Regions from separate parts of the Mus musculus genome. Here region 2 is linked to region 1. A link is a contact called in public Hi-C data. All regions are on one chromosome and are shown on one strand. The core of a region is the stretch at or near the end of the contact, and the rest is flanking DNA. Distances in the headings are between cores, read along the strand shown. Region 1 overlaps Gm10635 (predicted gene 10635). Region 2 overlaps Col12a1 (collagen, type XII, alpha 1).

The links. Hi-C and Micro-C count contacts between places; a contact is called where the count stands out from the background.
Region 2: a Hi-C map of embryonic fibroblasts shows a contact between it and region 1, with 7 times the contacts expected there. The contact joins two enhancer-like sites. A contact is called at or near these places in 2 of 484 Hi-C or Micro-C datasets (embryonic fibroblasts and nephron progenitors) and 1 of 9 other capture datasets (adipose tissue).

Annotation. Positions count from the first base shown.
Region 1 is chr9:79,477,653-79,480,832 of GRCm38.p6, reverse strand. All of the region lies in intron 1 of Gm10635 (predicted gene 10635), which reads left to right. Among named protein-coding and RNA genes, the nearest start is that of Gm10635, 40 kb to the left of the region's middle. Within about 2 kb of position 1,547, at least 13 of the 459 cell types and tissues checked have an H3K27ac peak or open chromatin away from gene starts, as enhancers often do. A contact at or near this core is called in embryonic fibroblasts, where this site is marked.
Region 2 is chr9:79,608,705-79,611,884 of GRCm38.p6, reverse strand. It overlaps Col12a1 (collagen, type XII, alpha 1), which reads left to right. Exons shown (of 66, transcript NM_001290308.1): 59 at 2,018-2,071. Among named protein-coding and RNA genes, the nearest start is that of Gm10635, 91 kb to the right of the region's middle. Within about 2 kb of position 1,439, at least 64 of the 459 cell types and tissues checked have an H3K27ac peak or open chromatin away from gene starts, as enhancers often do. A contact at or near this core is called in embryonic fibroblasts, where this site is marked.

The DNA.
Region 1 (3,180 bases), core at 298-2,797:
GCTATAGGCAAGACTGTAGGACATTTTTTAAAATTAGTGATTGTTGGGGGAGGGTCCAGTCCATTGTGGGTGGTGTCATCTCTGGGCTGGTGGTCCTGGGTTCTGTATGAAAGCAAGCTGAGGAAGCCACATGAGTAAGCCAGTAAGCAGCATTCCTCCATGGTCTCTGTATTAGCTCCTGCCTCCAGGTTCCTGCCCTGTTTGAGTTCTTGTTTTCATGTCTTTGATGATAAACAGTGATGTGGAAGTATAAGTCAAATAAACCTCTGGAACTTGCTTTGGTCATGGTGTTTCATTGTAGCAAGAGTAACCCTAACTACAATATCAGTCACAACCCTTTTCTTTTCTTTCCTTCTTTTAAAACTCTTTATTGATTTTTTAAAAAAATTACATCATGCATCACAATCTCTTTTATCTACCTGCCCCTCCATATTTGCCCCCTGCTTTTGCAACCTCCTTCTCAAAAGAAAACAAAAAATAAAAGTAAAACTGCTGACAACAACAACAACAATCTCACTGTGCAAGCTGCAGTGTGTCATGGTGTGTCATATAGTATACCCTTTTCTCAAATAGCATTATTTGCAAATGTTCATTGCAATGAATCATCGGTCTGGTTTAAGGCCTCTGGCTTCTGCCACACCATCAACACTGGATCCTTACCAGGTCTCCTCTCAAATATCCTGTTCTTGTCCTGTGTCATAGAAATCCTGCAGCTTTGGTTCTGTTGGACTGGCCCCTTCCCATGCAGAGAGAGAGGTTTTAGTGGGCTTATGTGGTACTGTGCTTCTGGTCCAAATACAGGTTCAAGCCTCATTTGAGGAAGAAGGAGGGGACCTCTTCTTGGCTTGGACAACCTGACTTTACACAGCACTACATGCCAGTCATGTTCAGAGAGTGTGGTGACCTGCCCTCCGCTGATTTTATCATATTTAATATAAAACACCATTTTACCTGCCTTGTGGAAAAAATGCCAACCAGTCACAGTCCATGATGATAAACAATTACTATGGAAAAGAGAGGGGCGGGGGTGGATGGGGGGGGGGGAGGAGAAAAAGGAAAGGGAAGAAAAGGAAAGGAAGAAGAAAGGATCAGTTCGTACAAACTTTTAGGGCCCAATTCATCTCTTTACATGGCTTCTCCTAAACTTATTTTTTTGGGAGACACTTGACTTCATTTCAAAAGAAACAAGGCCATTATTTTAAAAATGCCAACTAGTCAATGCAAACAAGTACTAATTAGTCCAGGCACAATAATACCTTGAGATCCTGAAGAGCTAGCTACATGAATAGTTTTTATTGAAATTGACCAGAAGACTGATAGCAGGAATTTTTGAGACATTAGAAAACCAAGCTGCTGAAATTTCTAAGTGTATCCATTTTAAGGATTCAAGGGTGTGCCTGCATGCATTTTTGGCAACAACAGTTGTGGCTAGGTGAAATTATTCAGCTAACCACGAATGGGAAAGAGCTGCTAATTGGGGGCAGAACATGATCTGTTCAATGTAGCTGTAGGCAGTAAGATAATCAGACAGGCTGCCAGCTGTTCCCTTGTGCCCTTGTGTACCTAGGATGTTAGGGAAGTGGAAAATTTACCTCCTCTTTGTATGAGCATGCTGCTCAGATTCCTCATCCCAAGATGCATTCCAACCATTTATAGTTCATGCTTCCTGGAAAACAAAATGTCAGCCTGCCTGGAAGGCTTTGCTACTTTCTGACATTATTGCCAGAGTTTCATTAGAACAGTATTTACTTGAGTGCCTTTGGAAACATTTCATATACAAAAAAGAAAGAGTCCTTTATTATGCTGATACAATTTTGACAAATAATAACTAACTTGAAAGAAAGGTGAAATGCTTTGCAGGTAACATTATTTTGTTTGTCTGTTTGTTTGGGTAACCATACAACAAAAATAGCTGTTCTGCACTAACAAGAACAAAAACTCTAAAATTTTGCTTTAAGTCATGCTGCAGAGATAAAATTTAAAGATGTAAGAGGAAAATCTGACCAAGGTGGCATAAAGTCCAGTTTCTCCTGCTGTGCAAACCTTGGGGGTTGAAGGCTTGGCTACCATGAGAATATTGCATTGATTTCTGTCTGCCCCACCCCTATCTCTCTGCTTCATTATCTCATTTCTTTCGCTGTCACTCTTACCTCTCTGTATAATCTGTAGTTATATCATTCAATGTTTAACAATGTCAGCAATTTGTATTCTATTCTGAAGTTGGTTGTGAGGCTGTTAGCGTGTTATTGGAATCCTGACATGTTGTTACACAACTAAAAAAATATTATTTAAAATCAGTTAGTTGGTGGAAATAAATCCACCAACTCAGTTAACTGAAAATCATATACAACTTTATCAATATCTTCATGAATGATAGATAGAAGTTATGTGTGTAAGGAGCTTTGAATATGAGCTGACAATGTATCAGGATCACCATCCTAACTGTATTGCTCTCTGAAACAAAGTAGCTCTCCACAAATTGATGGCTTCTGGCAGGGGAGGGGCATGCAAGTAGGGAAGGACTCAATTTTCTTTTCTTTTCTTTTCTTTTTTTCTTTTCTTTCCTTTTTTTAAAAGGGACTAGTTACTGGAAATTTGACTATGTTCCAGTGAGTATACGGGCATCACAAATTGGATTATTTTTGGATGTTGTTTTTTTTTTTTTCTTCTCTTTTGGGGTGTCTGGAGGTCACAAGTGTGTGAGGGCAGACCTGGGAGGACTGGACAGTGAGAGTGATGGACTGCATGATGTGAAACTCCAAAATATTAATTAAAAACATTATGTTTGAAAAAAAAAACACTAAATCTGGAGGCATACTTAGATATAAGCTAATTTCTCAAACCCAAGTATTTACAGGGAGCATTTAATTAAATGTAGCACCTTCAGTTTCTACAAATGATCACACCTTCTTTAACAAAGGAGAAGTAGTCTGGAAAATTTTTAAGTTTTGTGAGTTTAGTTTTTCATAATTTTTGTCCTGTTGCATAGAAGAGGTTAGCCTTGAGTCCATTCTTCTTCCTTAAGTCTCCCAGATGCTGGTATCACAGGGGGTGGGCTAACATTCCTGGTTGTGAAATTCTCTTCCAAATATGTCTCTTTCATTGAAAACATTGCTTTATATTGTCTTAGATTTTTAATATTTGATTTTACCCGTTATTATTTCCAGCACTATTTTATTT
Region 2 (3,180 bases), core at 190-2,689, 130 kb before region 1:
TGTGCTTCAGATGGTAATGGTGGGGCCCAGTGTGTGTTTCAGATGGTGATGGTGCGGTCTTGAGGTTGGCAATCAGGAAGCCAATACTGTCACCATTGCACCGAGAAGGGTGAGGGGTTAGGAAGATCTGCACATTTCCCCCTCCAACCCATGAAACTCCAACCCATGTCCAACATTGTGGACAGACCACTCTTATCTCTTGGGATGAAAATGAGGCAACGATTTAAGAACCAATTCCCACGTTTCTTCCATGGCCCTACTCATGTGCCGATGGCTTAGTGAGCTGCCTCTGAGGCTAAAAGCAGGCACAGTGAGCAGGGAGGACATACACTGTTTCACACAGTGAGAGAAGCTGTCGGTATGGGGATTTTGGCTAACAAAAATAAGAAATAAATAAGAAAGTGGCAGGAAGTAAGAGAGGGAAGCAGGAGGAAGGTGAGGAAGAGGACCCTGGTGAGTCAGGTTCTGCAGGTATAGTGGGGACCACAGAAGAACCCCATGTACTTGTATCTAATTTATATGAAGTGGTCCCTAGTCTCTTCTGACACCGTGATTGATTCGGGTGGTTATAGTAACGACTGTTGCAGGCTTGCAGTCAGAAGTGAAGCTAAGAGGTAAAGCATGGTGACTGCAGGTGGCTTGAGATAGCCCATTTAAGGACATCAAATTAAATCCCCCTCATCCCAATTTAGGTATGTTCCTTCAAAGAAACAGGTGGCCAGGAAGTTCTAAGCATGACTAGATCATTAAAAGTCTGATCCTCCCTACAAGGGGAGAGAGAGAGAGAGAGAGCGAGCGAGAGAGAGTGCTGTGGTAGCACTTGGATCTGTTTGGATGGAAGACCAGGCCTATCAGAGCTACTGGAACACTTTGGTTTCTTAAGTGGCTCTCAGAAGTAATGTTGGTTTTGTATCAGATGGACTCCAAGCCTGGTATTTGTTAAGCGGACATAACTTCTTCAGAAAGCAAACTGAAAGTTTATCCCTTTAAGTTTCTGAAAAGATTTGTTTTGGGGGATATGGGAGTATTTCTAAAACTCCCTTAAAAGAAAACTAAGTTTCTGCTATTGTGAAGTAAGCAGAAATACAGAGGCTGAATAATTATGGACAACATAATTCTTCCATGGTTTGATTTTTTCAAAACCAAGCTGGCCCAGAACTCACAGCAATCCTCCTGTCTCAGCCTCCCAAATGCTAGAATTGCAGGCGCGGAGTCACCATTGCCTGGTACTGATCATTTTTATTCTCTGTGGAAAATGGGACAAAAATCACTTCTGACTGAGGAATGCAGCAAGCATAAACAGCAAACTGACTCAGAAGTCCTCGGCTGGGTTTCAGAGATCTGGTGTTGCGAATGAACACTAACTAGGTAGCAGGGTGACTCACTCCAGACAGAGGTCATTTGGCACTGTACAGAGGGAAAGAGCAAACCAGTGTGGACACAGGAGCCAAAGGGCAGCCCTGCAGGGAGATGCGCCTGCCCTTTCCTTGCTGCTCACACTGACATAGCTCGGCCCTGTCATGAAGGGAGAACATTTAACTCTGGCTGAGAGAATAGAAGACTTCCTTTCCTTTTTGAGTGTAGGGCAGCTAAGGCAGTTTGAGTTTCTGAGGGTGGCTTCAATCAGCAGAGGCAGTCTCCCTTCATCTCTTTTTGTACTTTTAAAATCTTAGAATTTCTTAAAATCTTTCTTTTAAAATCTTAAAATTTTAGAATCTGCCTTCTTTGAAAAATATTAGTTTGGCATTTGAACTAATTTTGCTTGTAGTATACAAATGAATGAGCATAGGAACTAATTACTCAGTAAAAGTATAATGTAAATTGAAATGAGGGTTTTTTTTTTTTTGTCGTTGTTATTGTTGTTATTTTGGAATGCTGGTCTTCATACTGAAAGCTTAGCTACCAAACACCACCATGTACTCAGCCCTTCTTATGACCCTATCACCCTTAGTGATCTATTTAGCCTCATTCCACATGCTTGTTTCCTTCCTAACCTGTACTTTCATTCTTACAACAGGGTTTCACTGGAAAAGATGGTGCAATGGGGCCCAGAGGTCCCCCGGGGCCACCGGTAAGAGCTGAGAGGGTTACACTGCCCTGACCACGGTCTCCAGCCTCCTTTTCCTTTCCTCCCATTTTGAGTTTCCCCCCTCTGTGCTATGGGGAATATTGATCCAGAAGCCATTTGTTTTTGATTTATGAGTCAAAATGTTCTAGAGAAAACAGATGTGTCAAAATACAGATGCTTTTTCAAGTTCTGTTTCAGAAAAATCTCAGACTGACCTGGGCACTGTCTGGTTGGTCTCTTGATTTTTCTCTTCAGTGAGATATTAGACTCAGTTCCTCAGTGGTCACCTCCTGAATCTGAGCTCTGTGACATTTAAATGTTAAGGACAATATTAATGAGCAACCACTGGTCATTCTGAGGAGGTAGGTTTTATCTACATCTTAAACAAAGGGTGGTCTTATGCCTTGTGTAGATTAAGCTGAAGATAGATTCTGAAATTTTTTTCAAGTAGAACAATCTATAGGTGATGTTACAATGAGATAGAAACACTGGCTATGCCCCCCTGTCTGCATGGCAGGATTGAAAGATTCCAGAACATATGTTTATTTGATTTTACTATTTATATTTAATACATGTGTTTTCATGTAAGAACAGTTTAAATAAATAATAAGCCTAACTATTTACTACAGAGCTCAACTTTGCATACATTTAGGGAAATATTTTATAAAATCTATGATTCTATTTAATAGAAGTGGTAGGCTTTAGAACATGATGTATTGGATATCATATTATAAATAGCCCAGTAGATATAGAGCAGAAATGCTTGCAATTAGACTTAAAAGCAACAGGGAGAGATTCTTGTGGTTTTGGTGGGATGAGGAGTGCTGACTGGAGGGAGAGACTTGGAGCCTCGGGAATGTCCCTGAGGAGTAAGGATTTCTAGACTCTTCTATGGTCTCTGGAAGAGAGGCTAAAGGAGGATAAACTCAGCCACCTTCTTAATCCCCCACTAGTCAACATTTCCACCCCTGTCTTTTGGAGGATTTATTTAGTTATTTATTTATTTTCAGAAATAAACTAAAAAATTAGGAGTTTTTATTCTGTAAATATGCCTTTGCAACAAATGTACTGAGATTTTAGTCTATGAATTGTGAATCTGGTTATAGGTATGC